Regions from separate parts of the Sus scrofa genome. Here regions 2, 3, 4, 5 and 6 are each linked to region 1. The links are chromatin contacts, called in public Hi-C, HiChIP or PLAC-seq and promoter capture Hi-C maps. All regions are on one chromosome and are shown on one strand. The core of a region is the stretch at or near the end of the contact, and the rest is flanking DNA. Distances in the headings are between cores, read along the strand shown. Region 1 holds the start of NDUFS3 (NADH:ubiquinone oxidoreductase core subunit S3). Region 2 holds the start of SPI1 (Spi-1 proto-oncogene). Region 3 holds the start of NUP160 (nuclear pore complex protein Nup160). Region 4 holds the start of FNBP4 (formin-binding protein 4). Region 5 holds the start of PSMC3 (26S protease regulatory subunit 6A). Region 6 holds the start of RAPSN (43 kDa receptor-associated protein of the synapse).

Region 1 (2,811 bases), core at 195-2,694:
GCCTGGGACCCTCCATATGCCGGGAGGCCCAAGAAATGCCAAAAAGACCAAAAACAAAAAAAGAAGTAATGAAAACTTAGTAAAAATGCCACCTATACAGGCCACCAAAAGTCACTTTATTACTGCAGCTGAGGTGTCTGCCTTTCATAGCAGATTCTCAAGCCAAGAACCTTAGGGCTGAAGGGCCCTCATAGATTATCTAGCTGAAATCCATTTTTTTTTTTTTTTTTTTTTTTTGCTTTTTTAGGGCCACACCCTTGACATGTTGAAGTTCCCAAGCTAAGGGTTGAATCAGAGCTGCAGCTGCCAGCCTACGCCACAGCCACAGCCAAGCCAGATCCTTAACCCACTGAGGGAGGCCACGCATCAAACCCGCATTCTCATGGATACTAGTCAGGTTCGTTAGCAATGAGCCACTGAAACTTTATTTTTTTATATTTTTGCACAAATGAGGAAACTGAGACCCAGAATGGGTCTTTTTACTCCCAGGGCTTATGTTGACCGTAACTAATTCCCATATATTCATTCGCACAACACTACCTCACTGAGCAACCACACATCCTAGGCTGCAGAGTATTAATACCAGTTCTCTGCCTTAGGCAGCGAGCAGGCCTGCTGTCTCTCACTAGTGCTGTGACCCTGGGCAACTTACTTCTCTGGACTGTTTCCTGCTCTACAGTAGAAAAGCATAATACTATCCACCCGGTAAGATTGTGGGGAGAAATGAATAAGATCATTCATTAATCGCTTAGCGAGGTGCCCGGCACAACAAGCATTCAACTAACGCCAACTATTATTATAATAAGAAGGCTCTGAAGCCCAAAGTTTGTTTCCTGCTCTCAAAGAGCTGACAGTTTAATCGGAGAAAAAGAAAATCACTAAAGTGGACAAAAGGCAACAGGGCACAACAGAAAAGGCTCTAGGGCACTAGGTGCCCGATTCTGCCTGCAGAGTGAAGACCGTTGCAGTCAGCTCTCCAAGGACAAGAAGAGACTTGCCAGGAGGACGCAGAGAAGGGCAGCCCAGGACAAGGGCAAACATCTGACAAAGGGAATGAACGGGGCCCCGCCTGTAGTCCCCATAAGGGCCGGACTCGCACATACTCACGGCGCGTGTCGGCCGCAGCGCTTTCCTTCCTCACAGGCAGCAAAAGCACCGAGGGTCGCCCGGACACTGCACGGGAATATAGAGGCACTGAAGCGCAGGGTGAGGCTTGAGGGGGCTCCCTGCGCTGGACGCGCCGCCGCTCCCCCCCTGGCCCTCAGCCTGCTGCCCTTGCTCACCCCTAGCCACCGCCGCGGGCCCCACGAGCCCCCGCCAACAGCCCCTTGCAGCCGCCGCCGCCGCCATGTTTCCCGGCTGCAAACCAGGTAGCAGAAGCCAGATCCGCAGGACACGGAGCCCCAAGGGCACGGACCGGAAGCGGAAGTGTGCATCGGATCTTCTTCCGGGCGGACGCGGGGCCGGAAGCAGAGGTTCCGGGTTCCGGGCTTCGGAATGAAAGGAGGGAAGGCAGGTGAGAAAGCGAAGCCCGCGGGTGGGGAAACCGTGAGGTGAATGTGACCCTAGCTTGTTGTGACAGAGGCTGGAGAGAAGGAGAGGATCCTAAAGAACCGGACCGGTGAGAGGAGAAGGGGCGGGAGATCTGGGTTCCACATTCCATACCCCTCCTCCGCTCCCCCAGCTAAGCTTTTGATTAGGGCCAGCAGGCAAGCTAGGGGGAGGGGGAGAGAAGAACGGTTTCCCTGGCGACCGTTTCCCAGGCGACTCCAGGTGGAGCGGGGACACTGCACGTGGCAATGGGCCTCCTTGGGCCCCTTGCTGGGGATGGTTGGGTTCCGTGTCGAGTTCTGAGACGAAGCCTTGGGGAGTCATTAGGGCGAGCGGGGAAGTGCCAGGGAGAGGCTCAGAAAAGAGCAAATGTAGGATTAACATGTCCCAAGCCAAGCCTTGTATTAAAAGGTATGGATCACAAGCAAGGGGAAAGAGGGGGTCTTTTTTGTCGGATTCTGCTGCTCCGAGCCTCATTAGTTTTATATTCGATAGTTATTTGGTTAGTAAGCCTTTTTGCCAGGTTTTTTAAATCATAGGCTTCCTCCAATCACTTGCGTTCATGTGTTGACCTAAATACCACGCCTTTTGTTGCATCATGAAAAGGAGTATTCTGTGTTTTCTCAGAGAAACACCCAGAGTAGGAAATTTTTATCTCATTGGGGATGGAATGTTATTTCAGGAGAATGAACCCAGCTTTGGTTGAAGGAGAATGTTAGAGATATCATTAGCAAGGCTAGAACTAAGGCTAATCTGGCCCACTGTGCCCTCATTTCCCCCTTCTCCCCCCGTGAATTGGACAGTTGGATTCGTAGACTGTAGTTGTGACTTCCTTAAGTTATTCAGGGTGGTGGTATTTTGCAGACAGCTGGCAGAGAGAGAAGTTGGCTACTACCATGGAATCACCGGAGGAGCCTGGAGCATCCATGGATGAGAACTACTTTGTGAACTACACTTTCAAAGATAGGTCACACTCAGGCCGTGTGGCTCAGGGCATCATGAAACTGTGTCTGGAGGAAGAGCTCTTTGCTGATGTCACTATTTCAGTGGAAGGCCGAGAGTTTCAGCTCCACCGATTGGTCCTCTCAGCTCAGAGCTGTTTCTTCCGGTCCATGTTCACTTCCAACCTGAAGGAGGCCCACAACCGGGTAATTGTGCTGCAGGATGTCAGCGAGTCTGTTTTCCAGCTCCTGGTTGATTATATCTACCATGGGACTGTGAAACTTCGAGCTGAGGAGCTGCAGGAAATTTATGAGGTGT
Region 2 (2,811 bases), core at 228-2,727, 190 kb after region 1:
GAACACAGACTTGTGAATTCCTGGTCTTTGCTGCAAGTAAATAAGCACTAGGGGATCTGGGATTCCAGTGACAGGAAGGAGGCTGGCAAGTCACTGGGGAGGGATATAAAGCAACTACTCAGGGGAGGAAACGGAACACTCAAGAAGTTCTTCTCAAGAGAAGTAGACTCATCAGAGATCAATAGATCAAAAAATATCTCTATTCATCCTTCTGCCCTCCAGACTAGATCAGGAACTCCTTGAAGGCAGGGATCTTGTCCGTTACCTCTCCTTTCCCCTTGAACTCAATTATGATTGGATGATACATAGATAGATGGATGAAGGGATGGATGGATGCGGGGGTTGGATGGTTGGGTAGTTGGGGGAATGTATGGACGGATGTATGAATGGATGGATGGCTAGATGGACAGGTGGATGAATGGATTAATGGGTGAACAAATTAATAGCAGGATATACAGTAGATAAACAGATGGAAAAATGGATGCGTCACGGATGGGCTGATATATAAACATATAGATGGCTAAAGGGACAAGCAGATAAATGGGTGGATGGGTGATAGACTAATAGATAAATGGGCTAACGAGTGAATAGTTGGATAAACTGATAGACAAATGAATGCACGGCTGGCTTTCATGAGTGGATGGATGGATTGACAAACAGACCGATAAACAAATCGATGAGAAAACAGATGAATGGATGGACAGACAAGAAAGGTTTGATATCAAGGCATTGGTCAGGGGTGGGGAAACTGAGAAATCTGGGCTGGGAATAGAGCACTTAGGGATCTGGGAGAAGCGGTGGTGCTTGGGAAACTGGGAAGAGAGGGTGGAAGAACGCTTCTGGTGGAAGGGAAGCCAGTGTAAAAGGACTAGGAGGAAAGGGGAAGTGGTACCATGCTGAAGACCCTGGCCCGGAGCCCAGCGCTAGGCTTGGCAGAACCGAGGGGCTGGGGGCCCAAGGGCCCAGGGAGAGCCAGGCCTGGGAATCAGCTGGATCAGAGCCCTCAGCCAGCCAGCCTGACCCCAGAAAATGGAGGCCCCAAGAGGCCATCCTTACCAGCTCTGACCCCAAGGAAGTGACTGTTGGGCACGTGGAGGGTCTCTAGAGAGGTAGGTGTTTGTGGGGTTAGGGGCTGGAGAGCCTCAGCAGGGCGGGGGCAGCAAAGGCCTCCCAGTGGTGAAGCTAGGCTTCCTCCCTCCTTCTCTTCCTCCCCACCCCAGCCCTCAAGGCCGCCCCTCATAGTCCCCGGCTTCCTCTGGGCAGGGGGCCTGGCCCCCATGGCCTCCCAGGCCAGCCCCTGGAGCACCACCTGCCCCAGCCGGCCAGAGACTTCCTGTAGCGCAAGAGATTTATGCAAACGGGCTGGGGTGGTGATGTCACCCCAAGGGGACTATCTCCCAGCGGCAGGCCTTCGATAAAATCAGGAACTTGCGCTGGCCCTGCAATGTCAAGGGAGGGGGCTCACCCAGGGCTCCTGTAGCTCAAGGGGCAGGCCTGAGCCCTGCGCCCGCCCCGAGTCCGTCCGGCCCCCGACGGGGCGCCCCATCCCAAGGGGCTCCGCACTGGCCCCCACCGAGGCAGGGGACCTGACAGGCTCGGAGCTCGGCTGGATGTTACAGGCGTGCAAAATGGAAGGGTTTCCCCTCGTCCCCCCTGTGAGTACCGGGACTCCTCTACCAGCCCAGCCCGCGGCCCTCCGACGCCCGCCCGCCTGCCCGCCAGCCCACCAACCCGCTGGCTGCCCTCCGGCTATCAGTGGGAAGCTGGTGTTTCCTCCCAGCAGCTCCTGGCCTGAGACCCAGCGAGGGGGCCATTCGCTTCCTCGGAGCATGCCCTGGCGGGCTGAGGGCTGGGCCCACGGTGGGGCTGTGATCGGTGGGGCCTGAACGGTTATTTATAGTTGGGGCTCGGGTGGCAGGCCTGAGCCCCAGCGCAGGGTGCTGGGCTGAGGATGGTGAGGGTGGCGGCAGGGAGGTGGTGGCGGAGGAGATGAGGAGACTGGCTTGCCGGTGAGGAAGCCGGCCCCCAGGACAGTAAAGGCTCATGGGCAGGAGGCAGCAGGCCAGAGATCTCAGCCCAGGGCCTGGGTGCTCCTGGATACTGAGGCTGTCTTGAGCCTGAGTCCCCAACACCCAGGCTGGGGCCTGGCACAGAGGACATAGTTGTGGTCCTAAGGCTCTGAGCTCTGGGCCCAGGCCCTGAGTGGCGGAGGCAGGGGCCGGGGAGGCGCTGGGCTGGAGCAGTGAGGGGAGCAGAGACTGGCCATGCAGTTAGGGCTGGAGATCGGGAAGAAGAGGGCAGGAGCTGGGGTTGGAGACATCCTGCGGCTGAGATTGAGGCTGGGGTAGGGTCTGGTCAAGGGTGAGCCTGGGGTGAAGGCAGGGGCTGAGGCTGGAGGAGAAGAAGCAGGCGTCCCAGCGGTCCCCAGGGAGGGAAGGCCAGCCGTCTGGGGTGGACCCCTTCTGCTCCTGTTCTCAGTGACAGTTGCAGCCTTTGGCAGGTGTCAGACTTGGGCCTCTCTGAGAAGACCTATGTCCCTTTCCCACCCTGTCTGCCCTCAGCAGGGGTAGGGACACTTGCGGGGAGCTGGCAAGGACTTGGCAGGACCTGCCCACCTGACTCAGCTTTCCTGGCCTGGATGCAGCTCCCTTCACCACCCCCACCACCCAGCCAGGCCTCAGAGCCCCAGGGAGGCACCCCAGGTTGACATCCTGCTGTGGGGCTGTGCTACCCACAAACCCTGTGCTAGGATCCCGGCCTCCTGGGAGCCAGCCAGCCCCCACCTGGCCTGGTCCCACCCTTCTCCAACCT
Region 3 (2,811 bases), core at 218-2,717, 200 kb before region 1:
ATCCCAAGGGATTCAATTGTGAGGGTGGAGCCCTCACGAAAAAGGGATTGGTGCCCTATTAAAAAAAGACCCTACAGGGAGTTTCCATCATGGCTCAGTGGGTTAAGAGTCTGACTAGTACCCATGAGAGTGCAGGTTCAATCCCTGACCTTGCTCAGTGGGTTTAAGGACCCACTTTATCCCATGAGCTGTGGTGCAGGTCGCAGATGCAGCTTGGATGTGGCACTGTTGCGGCTGTGGCGTAGGCCAGCAGCTGCAGCTCCAATTGGACCGCTAACTTGGGAACTTCCATATGCCACAGGTGCAACCATAAAAAAGCAAAAACAAACCAACAACAAAAAAAATCCCCACAATTTAAGGACACGGCACAAGAGATGGCTGTCTATAAATCAGGAAGCTGACTCTCACCTGACGCTGAATCTGCTGGTCTCTTGATTTTGGACTTCCCAGGCTCCAAAACTGTGTGCAGTACGTGTTAGCTGTTTAAGCCACCCAGCATATAGTATTTTGTGAAACAAGAAGAAACAAAATGTAAGTGGTGTTTAGGAACAGTTAGAGTGTATTTGTAAAATGGAGAGGCAGGGAGAACAACAGCAAAATAAGATCAACTGGAGTTGTTTCCATTATCTAAGAATGAAATGTGGAAGACTGTTGAGGAAAAGTATGAATGTAAAGGAAAGACAAGAGAATGTTCCTGATATCTATTGCTGGCTAACAAATTACCCCAAACTTAGTGACTTTTGACTCTCTCACCAGACATCTCTCACTTTAAGTAACTTGAGAGCCCTTCCATGTGGTCTCTCCCCATGATTCCTCCAGGATGGCAACCCCAGGATAGCTGAATTTATTAGATGGCTTCCCTCCTAGTTAGCACTCCAAGAGAGAAACAGACTCTGTTAAGGCTAGTCTGGGAGTTTCTGTCCTGGTGCAGCGGAAGCAAATATGAGCAGGAACCATGTGGTTTCCGGTTAGGTCCCTGGCCTCGCTCAGTGGGTTGAGGATCTGGCGTTCCCATGAGCTGTGGTGTCGCAGAGGCGGCTCGGATCTGGTGTTGCTGTGGCGGTGGCATAGGCTGGCGGCTACAGCTCCGATTGGACCCCTTGCCTGGGAACCTGCATGTGCCGTGGGTACGGCCCTAAAAAGGACAAAAGACCCAAAAAAAAAAAAAAAATTAAAAGGCTAATCTGGCACAGAGTCACTTCTGCTGTGTTCAATGAGTTACAGCAGTTACAGAGCCCTCCCAGATTCCAGAGGAAGGGACAAAGACCCACCTCCTGATGGGAAAAAGTCAAAGAATTTGTGGTCGTCTTTAATCTGTCATGTTGATACATGAGATTTAGACTAACTTTCCCCTTGAAGACTGGCATTTTCCTCCAAATCCAGCATCTACTCTGCCCTAAATGCAGGTAAAGCACAAGACCTTCCAAACAGATCACAAATGGAAGATAAAGGAAATTTCTTTCACGTATGCAAGTGAGTAGCATTTAGGGGCTTCAAGCAGGTAACTGCATCAATGTTTAATTAAACACATTATGCTTCATTATACAAGAACACACGAATACAGTCTCTCGAAAAAACCCAACACAAAAGGCCACTCTGCCCTTCACTCCGCCCCCAACCCACGTCGCTGAAAGGTGAAGAAAAGGAGACCAGGCGGAGATTCACTGAGTAACACGGGGAAGCAAGGAGAGGCGATCAAAAGCTCGAAATCCAGTAGATGGCGCCCATCTGCGTGGCCTCCTAGGACCTCGCCCCTCCCTGGAGGCTCTGCCCAGCCGCTGCCCGCGCCGGAGTTTTTAAAATGGAAACAAACCCGGCTCCGCCCCCTTCCCTGAGGCCGCCGGGAAAATGGCACCGCCCCTTGGGGCTTCCTCGCCGGACACGCAAAGGTTCCTGCAGGTAGATCCTGCAAGCTCCCCCTGCCTCCTCTCATCTGGCTTCCTCCTTGCCCACCCTGTCTCCGGCCAGCTCGGTGGAAGCCTCACAACGGTGGGTCGGACAGGCCCTAGACCTTTCCGGGTTTCTTCACCTGTCCGCATCTGTGCTTGCTCCGCCCCCGGAAGTGACGACAGCCGCCCGGCTGGGCTGGTGTCCCGTCAGGCCTCGCGGCGGCGGCGGCGGGAAGATGGCGGCGGCGGGAGCCATGGAACGGAGCTTCGTAGAGCTCAGCGGAGCTGAGCGCGAAAGGCCAAGGCACTTTCGGGAATTCGCAGTTTGCGACATTGGTACGGAAGCATCCAGTAGGGCTCGATGCAGCTCCTGCCCTCGGGATCTTCCCGTGGATCCCTAAATCTCTGTCCTCCAGTTCATCCTCCTGAGCCCACATGCCTCCAGCCCCGGATTCAGAGCTTCATTAGTGTTCTACTTCTTTCTCTTTTTTTCCCCTTTTTGCATGGATTTTCAGTCTGTCACCCTCTGCTTTCTCAGCGCCCTCAGTCCGTGTCATCCCCTGAGAACCACGTGTGCAAGGGTGACCACTCTTCTTTTGCAGGAACTGCAAATGCAGTGGCCGGAGCTGTGAAATACAGTGAGAGCGCGGGAGGCTTCTACTACGTGGAAAGTGGCAAGTTGTTCTCCGTCACCAGAAACAGGTTCATTCATTGGTAAGTGCTGTGTTTGTCAAATCTCCCGAAAGGGCGTTTTGTTCGGCGGCTGAATTTTCGTGACTGTTCCCAAGGTGTCGTTTATTCTCCGAAGTGGTTATAGACAGGAAAAGAGAAAGACTGTTTCCTATTGATATCTGAGTCAGTGGAAAATTAAGCAGGCACAGAGTTCTGGAAGAGGTGCCCTCCCTGGCAGCACTAAAAAGAA
Region 4 (2,811 bases), core at 214-2,713, 140 kb before region 1:
TTGTATCCTTTATGATAAAGCTGGAATCCTAAGAATAGTGCTTTCCTGGGTTCTGTGAATGGTTCTAGAGAATTATAAAATTTGAGGAGGTGGGAACCCCCTTTTTTTTTTGGCTTCACCCATGATATGTGGAAGTTCCTGGGCTAGAGGTCAAGTCCAAGCTACAGCAGTGGCCCAAGCCACTAACTACAGTGTCGACATCAGAGCCTTAACCCACAATAACAAAAGGGAACTCCAGGGACCCCTGATTTCATAGCCAGAAGTGTGAATGGGGTGGGGTCCTCACTTGGGAGCTGGCTAATGAAGTAAAGACAGTTCTGTGGGAGACTGAGCCCTTGAACTTAAAGTGTCTGATGTCAGCTCCTGGGGGTTATGGTCAGAATTGAATTGATCAAAGTATACTCAGTTGGGCATGAGACGATAAATGATTGTGACCTAAAACAAATGAACTGCCAGTTATTTCTCCAGCAGAGGTGGGTTTATTCGGAATCATCAAAGAATTGCAATTCAAGGTTGGCTACCAAGGCAAACCAGGTACAAGTACCCACATGGCAAAGAAAGGAACTGCTTTTACAGAAAGGAAGAGGAAGTTGGAAGAGCTGTAGTAAACAGCACGTGGCTTTTCATTGGCTGAGTCCTTCCCAGGAAAGAAGAGGAATCTCTTCCTATTGGGCTCTGCTATCTTCACAGGGCGGGAGAGCTGCCTGGCCCGCTCTGGTTTCCCAACTTTTTTGGGGGTGGGGGGTCACGCCCACACATGCATAAGTTCTAAGGCCAAGGATTGAACCTGTACCATAGCAGTGACAACACTGGATCTTTCACCTGCTGAGCCACCAGAGAACTTTCCAATTCTATTAAAGTAAGATTTCTTGCATTCCCATCCTGGCTCAGTGGGTAACCAACCAACTATATCTATGAGGACATGGGTTCAATCCCTGGCCTCGACTAGTGGGTTAAGGATCTGGCATTGTTGTGAGCTGTGATGTAGGTCACCAACACAGCTCGGATCCCACATTGCTGTGTCTGTGGTGTAGGCTGGCACCTTGGCTTAAGCATTAAAAATAATGTAAAGAGTGGGGGGGAAAATGTAATGCATACATATAAGGATCACCTGACCCCCTTGCTGTACAGTGGGAAAATAAAAAAATTAAATTAAAAATAAAAAAAATTAAAAAAAAATAATGTAAAGAGCTTCCCACCCCTTGGCATATAGACGTTCCTAGGCCACCAGGGATCCTTAACCTACTGGGCCACAGGAAACTCCCATCACTGGATTTCTTAAGCTCTAGAATGGAGGAGACAGCTATCAATGGAAAATCAAGTGCTGGGGAGGGGCTCAGCATTGACATAAAAGGTTGAGATGTAAAGCTTGCATGGGTCTTGAAAAAAACATTTTTCCCACGTGGTGCAATGGTTACTCCAGCTTGTGTAAAGGATGGAAGTGAGACAACTGCTCCCAGCAGCTGGCTGCAGAAGGGGACAGGGGAGAGGACAGTGCTAATAGAAGATAAATAAAGCAGGTTGGGAAGGCCAGATTAGGATGGCTCCCTTATCCCATCCCCACAATTTAGGTTCTTTCCTCCAATGCTAGTAAATCTAGTCATTTTTTTCCAGCCAATAAACAACGAGGTCATCTTTATGCTCTAGGAAAAAATTTACTAAACCATTAAAAGACTCACTATTCTACTTAACATTCAGTGTTATACCGAAAGTAAGCCACGATAAGTTGGGTGAAACTTGGCTAAAGACCTGGAAAACAGCAAGTTCCCTACATAACAAACGACAAACTGATACACAAGAACGGACACAAAATGGAGGACAAGGCGGTAGAGAAAAGACTGCAAAAAACGCATGGGTGGAGCCTGACGTAATTGGAAGCGATTCTAAACTGAGACCCTTCCTCACTATTGGCTTGACGCTCATTCTTTTTCCTTTTCCATTGGCTACCAGCTCCTTCTGTGCGTTAAAACAGCCAATAGCCTAGCCCTGTGGGTAAAGCCCGCCCTCCATCCATGGGGGGAGGAGCCTGAAAAGCGTAGGAGGCCCCAGGCGCTTGCGCGGGCAGGCCCTCCACCGGTTAAAAGCGGATCCTTGCAGGAGGCGGTGTCGCAGTGTATGAATATTGATTACGCAGCGCCGCGCCGAACGCCCGCCCCTCTCGGCTTCCCGACGCTCGCGGCTCGCGCTAGGGCTCGCGATGGGGAAGAAGTCCCGGGCGGTACCCGGCCGTAGGCCCATCCTGCAGCTCTCTCCGCCGGGTCCCCGGAGCAGCACGCCTGGCCGGGACCCGGAGCCGGAACCCGACACCGAGCCGGACACGACGGCTGCGGCGACCAGCCAGCCAGCCCCGGCGGCGGTGGCGGCGGCAACGCCGCAGACGACGACCGTGGTGACTACCGCCGCGGCCCCGGACGACTCGCCTTCGGAAGGTAAGCGTGCACGAGGGCCCTTAGGTGGAACGTCGGAAACTCGAGCTCGGAGCTTGGGGCCTAGGCCTCTCGAGCAGGTCCCTGAGGAGGAAGAGAAACCCGGGCTGGTGGCGTTTGTATCTGAGGCCTGCCGCACGGGGCCTGTGGGGAGGACGGCTGTGGGCCCCTAGGCGGCGGAAGGGTCGGCAGAGCAGTGTGCGCCCGGCCGGAGCCGACCCAGAGGCGCCATTTCTGGTGCAGGGCTTGGCCCGGCCACCCAGTCTGCTCAACGTCTGCTCTCGGTTTTGCATAACTTACCGGGTAAATATGAGAGTATGCGTTTCCGCGTCCCAGGCTTGGTGACGGTGGAACCTGCCCTTTCCCTACATGTCATGTTACTTTT
Region 5 (2,811 bases), core at 193-2,692, 150 kb after region 1:
ATCTGGTGTTGCTGTGGCTGTGGTGTAAGCCAAAGCTGCAACTCCAATTCAACCCCTAGCCAGGGAACTTCCATATGCTATGGGTGCAGCCATAAAAAGAAAAAAAAAAAAAAAAAAAGGATATTTATGGAGGTGGGAAGTCTCCAATATCTGTAGAGTAAATTGACAAACTGGAAACCCAGGAATGCTGATGGTTTAGCTTCATCAAAATCATAAGGCCTGAGAACCAGGAGAGCTGATAGTGTAAATTCTAGTCTGAAAGCCAGCAGGTACAAGACCCTAGAAGAAAGAGGCTGATGTTTCAGTTCAAGTCTCAATCCTGAAAAAGACCCATGTGCCAGTTCAAGGCAGTCAGGCAGGAAGAGTTCCCTCTTTCCCTGGGGATAGTCAGCCTTTTTGTGCTAGTCAGATCTTCAACTGATTGGATGAGGCCCACCCTCTTTTAGGGAATCCCCTAATTCTTTTTTTTTTTTTTCAGGGCTCCACTCGTGGCATATGGAGGTTCCCGGGGCTAGGGCTGGAGGTGTAGCCACTGGCCTATGCCACAGCCACAGCAACGACAGATCCGAGCCACATCTATGACCTACACCACAGGTCAGGCAACACAGAGTCCTTAAACCACTGAGCGAGGCCAGGGATGGAACCTGCGTCCTCATGAATGCTAGTCAGATTCATTTCCCATGAACCACAATGGGAACTCCCATTTTTTTTATTTTATAAGGGCCACACCTGCAGCATACTGAAGTTTCCAGGCTAGGGGTCAAATCGAAGCTGCAGCTGCCGGCCTAAGCTACAGCTACAATGCCAGATCTGAGCCACATCAGTGACCTACCAAGAGGCTTGCAGCAACGCCTCTTAGCCCACTGGGCCAGACCAGGGATCAAACCTGCATCCTCCGGGATACTAGTCAGTTGGTAATTGCTGAGCCACAACAGGAACTCCATTAAGAGAATTCCCTAATTCTTAACTGGGCCAGTTTCTGAGGTTGAAAGCCCCCCTTCAAAAATGGCTTTTCAGGGGTTCCTGTTGTGGTGTAGCGGAAACAAATCCGACTAGTATTCCTGAAGATGCGGGTTCATCCCTTGCTTTGCTCACTGGGCTGGGGTTCTGGCTTGGCCGCGAGCTGCGGTGTGGGCCGCAAATGAGGCTATGATACCGAGTTGCTGTGGTTGTGGCTCCGACTCCACCCCTAGCCTGGGAACTTCCATTTGCCGGGAATGCACCCCTCGCCCTCGCTCCCGCCCGCGCCAAAAGCAGCAAAAGAGCCTTTTCATGCGCCCGCTGGACTAGGACTACATTGCCCAAAGGCCGTCTCGTTCCCCTCTTTTCTCCTTCCTCTTACGTTTTTACATCAAGGCCACGCCCCTCTGCGCGTGTCAGCCAATAGCGCATTACCTCTTGCGATGGCATAAACAGGACGAGGGCGGGAACGGTTCCGGAGCCTTAGGGGCGGGTCCTGTGGCCCGGGCCTCGTCTTTTGAATCGCAGACGCAGATTCGCTGTGGTAACGCGGCGCAAGCTAATTCTGTCAAGAGTCAGGACTTGGAGAAAGAGGGCTGGCGTTAGTCAAGCGCAGGAGTTAAGAAAGACATTATTAATCTCTCGCCCCGGCTGCTGTCCGGTTTAATCTTCAACCTTCTCCTCCAGGAAATGAATCTGCTGCCGCAGCTCGAGAGTCCAGTGACTCGGCAGGAGAAGATGGCGACGGTGTGGGATGAGGCTGAGGTGCGCGGCGGGAGAGCTTGGGGTCTTGGAGCCAGGGGCCAGCGTAGAGATGCTCTTGTCAGGAGGGGAGGCGGTGGCTGGGGGCGGGGGGGGTCAAGAGCTAGCCCGGTCCGGGGGTTGGGGCCGCTGGGGATGTGGGCAAGGGTCTTATGGTTTTATGGATGAGGAAACTGAGGCTGAGCTCACAGTCATCAGTTAGCTGCCCTGAGTTTAATAAAAAAATTTTTTCACAGCAAGATGGAATCGGGGAGGAAGTACTCAAGATGTCCACAGAAGAGATCGTGCAGCGCACACGGCTGCTGGACAGTGAAATCAAGGTGGGCGCACAACCCCTGATCCCAGCTGCTACTCTCACGTCTTTCTCGACCTCCCTAGGGGCGGTGTGGGGACCGCCCTCTGACCAGGAAAAGAGAGAAGAAAACTAAGCTTTAAAAGGGACCAGAAGAGAGGGTAGCAGGAGACCAGGCCTGAGAGGAGGACTCATCAGACTGCCTTTCCCAGCGAGGTCTTTCAGTCTTCCCCTGGAGAATCCCTTTTTTAGGAAGTCCCCGTTTTACAGATGAAGAAACTGAGGCTCACAGAGGTTTTTTTTTACTCTGGTGAAGTACACAGCCTGTAACAAAAGGCAGAAGCTAAAATCTCTGTTTGGTTGACTAAAGTCATGTTCTTTTTCCCTTTACTCCAGCTATTTCGCCAGGAGGTGTCCAGACTGGCCTCCTGTTTTGACCTCTGCTGGTTGTGGACACAGCCTGAGCTTTCAGGGAGCCTTAGAGCTGAGAGCACCGGTGCAGGAGGGTCCCTTGGGCAACCTGGACTTCACTAGTTACAAGGCCTTAGGACAAGCTGAGAGCTAAGGCTGAATGTTTGCTTCCACTTACCCCTACCCCAGATCATGAAGAGTGAAGTGTTACGAGTCACCCACGAACTCCAAGCCATGAAGGACAAGATCAAAGAGAACAGTGAGAAAATCAAAGTGAATAAGACCCTGCCGTACCTGGTCTCCAACGTCATCGAGGTGTGTGTGTATGTGGAGGGGAAGAGAGAGGGTCACTGGGGCTTGGAGATAACCTGCAAGGGGACCATTGG
Region 6 (2,811 bases), core at 123-2,622, 130 kb after region 1:
GCATTTGTTTGCTCAGGTTGCCATGACACTGTACAATGAGGAGGGGGTTAAAACATAGAAATTAATTTTCTCAGAGTTCTGGAAGCCAGAAATCAGAGGTCAAGGTGTTGAAAAGGTTGGTTTCATGGGAGGCCTTTCTCCTTGCCTTGTCAATGTCCCTCTTTCTCCTCCTCTATGTGTCTGTGTCTAATCTCTTTTTGTGACACTAGTCATATTGGATCAGGGTCCATTTTAATGGCCTCTTTTTACTTCTTTAAAGGTGGTGTCTCCAGGAGTTGCTGTGGTGCAACAGGATTGGTGGCGTCTCTGTAAAGCTAGGACGTAGGTTCAATCCCTAGCCCGCTGCAGTGGGTTAAGGATCCGCCAGTGCCCCAGCGTGATGTAGGTCACAACTGGGTCTCCAAACTGATCCCCGGCTGGGAACTCCATACGCCATGGGGCAGCCAGCAACAGCAGCAAAACGATAGTGTCTCCAAATAAGTCATATTTTGAGATACTGGGGTTAAGGCATCCACATATGAATGGGGGACAATTCTACCCGTAACACAGAGGAATGAGGGGTGACTGCTAATGAGCACGGGGCTTCTTTTCAGGTGATGAAAATGTTCTGGTAGTAGTGGTGATCGTTGCACAAATTAGTGAGTACAGGCACACCTCAAAGGCACTGCAGATTTCATTCCAGACCACATAAAGCAAGTATCTCTGGAAAGCAAGTCACACAAATTTTTTGATTTCCCAGTGGGTATAAAAGTTATGTCTGGAGTTCCTGTCGTGGTGCAGTGGTTAACGAATCCGACTAGGAACCATGAGGTTGTGGGTTCGGTCCCTGGCCTTGCTCAGTGGGTTAAGGATCCGGCGTTGCCAACTCAGCCTGTGGTGTAGGTCACAGAGGCGAATTGGATCTGCCAATAGATTTGCTCAAGGCAGTGTTGCCACAGAACCTCAATTTGTGAAAAATACAGTATCTGGTAGTTCCCGTTGTGGTGCAGTGTATTAATGATCTCGGATCTGGCATTGCTGTGGCTGTGGAGTAGACGGGCAGCAACAGCTCCGATTCGACCCCTAGCCTGGGAACCTCCATATGCTTCGGGTGTGGCCCTAAAAAGACAAAAGACAAAACAAAAACAAAAACAACTTGGCCCTTGTCCACGCTCCCTGGCATTAACCTCATTATAAGGGACTCTTTCAAACCTTTTTTTTTTTTTTTTTGTCTTTTTTTAGGGCTGAACCCACATGTATGGAGGTTCCCAGGCTAGAGGTCCAATCAGAGCTGTAGCAACTGGCCTATACCACAGCCACAGCAATTCAGGATCTGAGCTGCATCTGCGATCTACACCACAGCTCATGGCAATGCTGGATCCTTAACCCTCTGAGCAAAGCCAGGGATCAAACCCTCATCCTCATGGATCCTAGTCGGGTTCGTTAACCACTGAGTCATATAGGGAACTCCCAAGGACTCTTTCAAACTGGGACTGGGGTTGGAGTTGGGTGTTTTTTTAAACCTTCAAAGGCCAACTTCTATTCCGGGTGGGCAGTTTTCCACAGAGTAGATGGACAAAGCTCAAGAGAACCTGTCGCTCATGTCACACAGTCTTTCCTAGGTGTCGGGCACTGTTGATGCAGTCATGTAGTCCCCCTAACAATCCGGTGGAGTAGGAGGCATTACGTCCTGCCCAAAGTCATGCCGTCCACACAGCTAACAGGCAGCCGAGTCAGAATTCAAACCCTGGCAGCTGGCTCTGGGGTCCAGGCTGTTACCCACCACGTGATGCTGCTCCCAACAAGCCTGCGAGTTAGGGTTTATTAGCCTGTTAGAGCCTCATGTTGCAGAGGGGGACACTGAGGCCCAGAGAGGTGAGCGATCGGCTTGGGCCAGCCTGTGAGTTAGGACAACGTGTGGGGATGGTGTGAACAGGGGCACCGAGGGTAAGTGACCTCGGTGCTGGTGACTCACAGGAACAGAGCCTCGGGAGGGTGGGCAGAGAGGGGAGGTTGCGATGCAGGAGAGGCAGGGCTCAGTGCTGGGCACCCGCCTCAGCCTCCCGGCCGCCCATGTACCCAGCCTCATCCCTTCCTCCTCCCGCTCTCGGCCCACTCCTGGAGGCAGCTCCTTGGTTGGGCTGCGAGGAGGCCTGCCCTGCCAGGGGGCTCAGGGCCACTGTCAGAGGTGCTAAAGAGATGCCCCAAGGGGCTGTCCGGGGCAGGGGGGTGGGGGGCAGTGAACACCTTCCTCCCAGCTTGGGGGTGGGTGCGGCAGAGGCCCGCGTGACCTTGTGCCTGACATTCCTCAGCAGCCACGTGGCCCCAACTGGCAGGGACAGCTGCAGACAGGGGCCGGACCAGCTTTGTTCCCAGGGTGGCGCCCGTTCTCCATCCAGGCCCCACTCCTTCTGAGGGCTCAGTGGGCAGCTGGCACAGTGGGTTCCCTGCCATGAGTGCCTAGAGGCACAGAGCCACCAGGGTCTCTCCGCGGGCGGCGAGGGTCTCTGAGGATGGGGCAGGACCAGACGAAGCAGCAGATCGAGAAGGGGCTCCAGCTGTACCAGTCTAACCAGACAGAGAAGGCGCTGCAGGTGTGGATGAAGGTGCTGGAGAAGAGTTCCGACCTCGTGGGGCGCTTCCGGGTGCTGGGCTGCCTGGTCACGGCCCACTCGGAGATGGGCCGATACAAGGAGATGCTGAAGGTGGGAGCGCCCGCGGCCGGAGTGGGAGGGTGGAGCCAGCGTAAGGTCTCTCCCGGGCATTTTGGCCCCCCTCCTGCCTCCTCAGGGTCCCCTGTGTCCCACAGGCTAGTGGCCGGAGCCTGAGGCT

Evidence for each region. Promoter capture Hi-C pulls out the DNA fragments that hold promoters and counts their contacts. Hi-C and Micro-C count contacts between places; a contact is called where the count stands out from the background. HiChIP or PLAC-seq counts read pairs in DNA pulled down with a chosen protein or histone mark.
Region 2: a promoter capture Hi-C map of fetal skeletal muscle shows a contact between it and region 1, with 4 times the contacts expected there. The contact joins the promoter of SPI1 here to the promoter of NDUFS3 in region 1. A contact is called at or near these places in 2 of 5 promoter capture datasets (fetal liver and fetal skeletal muscle), 1 of 47 Hi-C or Micro-C datasets (embryonic fibroblasts) and 2 of 2 datasets of contacts at active chromatin or transcription factors (alveolar macrophages and skeletal muscle).
Region 3: a contact with region 1 is called in a Hi-C map of liver, with 5 times the contacts expected there. The contact joins the promoter of NUP160 here to the promoter of NDUFS3 in region 1. A contact is called at or near these places in 2 of 47 Hi-C or Micro-C datasets (both in liver) and 1 of 2 datasets of contacts at active chromatin or transcription factors (alveolar macrophages).
Region 4: a Hi-C map of liver shows a contact between it and region 1, with 5 times the contacts expected there. The contact joins the promoter of FNBP4 here to the promoter of NDUFS3 in region 1. A contact is called at or near these places in 3 of 47 Hi-C or Micro-C datasets (epiblast stem cells, heart right ventricle and liver) and 1 of 2 datasets of contacts at active chromatin or transcription factors (alveolar macrophages).
Region 5: a Hi-C map of liver shows a contact between it and region 1, with 2.7 times the contacts expected there. The contact joins the promoter of PSMC3 here to the promoter of NDUFS3 in region 1. A contact is called at or near these places in 3 of 47 Hi-C or Micro-C datasets (embryonic fibroblasts, liver and retroperitoneal adipose tissue) and 2 of 2 datasets of contacts at active chromatin or transcription factors (alveolar macrophages and skeletal muscle).
Region 6: a contact with region 1 is called in an H3K27ac HiChIP or PLAC-seq map of skeletal muscle. The contact joins the promoter of RAPSN here to the promoter of NDUFS3 in region 1. A contact is called at or near these places in 2 of 2 datasets of contacts at active chromatin or transcription factors (alveolar macrophages and skeletal muscle).

Annotation. Positions count from the first base shown.
Region 1 is chr2:15,035,436-15,038,246 of Sscrofa11.1, forward strand. NDUFS3 (NADH:ubiquinone oxidoreductase core subunit S3) reads right to left here and starts at 1,445. Exons shown (of 7, transcript NM_001243796.1): 1 at 1,284-1,445; 2 at 1,108-1,173. The coding sequence starts at 1,350. It overlaps KBTBD4 (kelch repeat and BTB domain-containing protein 4), which reads left to right and starts at 1,284. Exons shown (of 4, transcript XM_003122803.6): 1 at 1,284-1,516; 2 at 2,416-2,811. The coding sequence starts at 1,498.
Region 2 is chr2:15,226,454-15,229,264 of Sscrofa11.1, forward strand. It overlaps SPI1 (Spi-1 proto-oncogene), which reads left to right and starts at 1,478. Exons shown (of 5, transcript NM_001001865.1): 1 at 1,478-1,655. The coding sequence starts at 1,611.
Region 3 is chr2:14,838,589-14,841,399 of Sscrofa11.1, forward strand. It overlaps NUP160 (nuclear pore complex protein Nup160), which reads left to right and starts at 1,468. Exons shown (of 37, transcript XM_021085052.1): 1 at 1,468-1,473; 2 at 1,904-2,225; 3 at 2,492-2,603. The coding sequence starts at 1,468.
Region 4 is chr2:14,894,070-14,896,880 of Sscrofa11.1, forward strand. FNBP4 (formin-binding protein 4) reads left to right here and starts at 1,464. Exons shown (of 17, transcript XM_021083063.1): 1 at 1,464-2,429. The coding sequence starts at 2,198.
Region 5 is chr2:15,184,040-15,186,850 of Sscrofa11.1, forward strand. It overlaps PSMC3 (26S protease regulatory subunit 6A), which reads left to right and starts at 1,443. Exons shown (of 12, transcript XM_003122809.3): 1 at 1,443-1,725; 2 at 1,959-2,042; 3 at 2,615-2,740. The coding sequence starts at 1,651.
Region 6 is chr2:15,165,596-15,168,406 of Sscrofa11.1, forward strand. RAPSN (43 kDa receptor-associated protein of the synapse) reads left to right here and starts at 1,373. Exons shown (of 8, transcript XM_013994350.2): 1 at 1,373-2,684. The coding sequence starts at 2,493.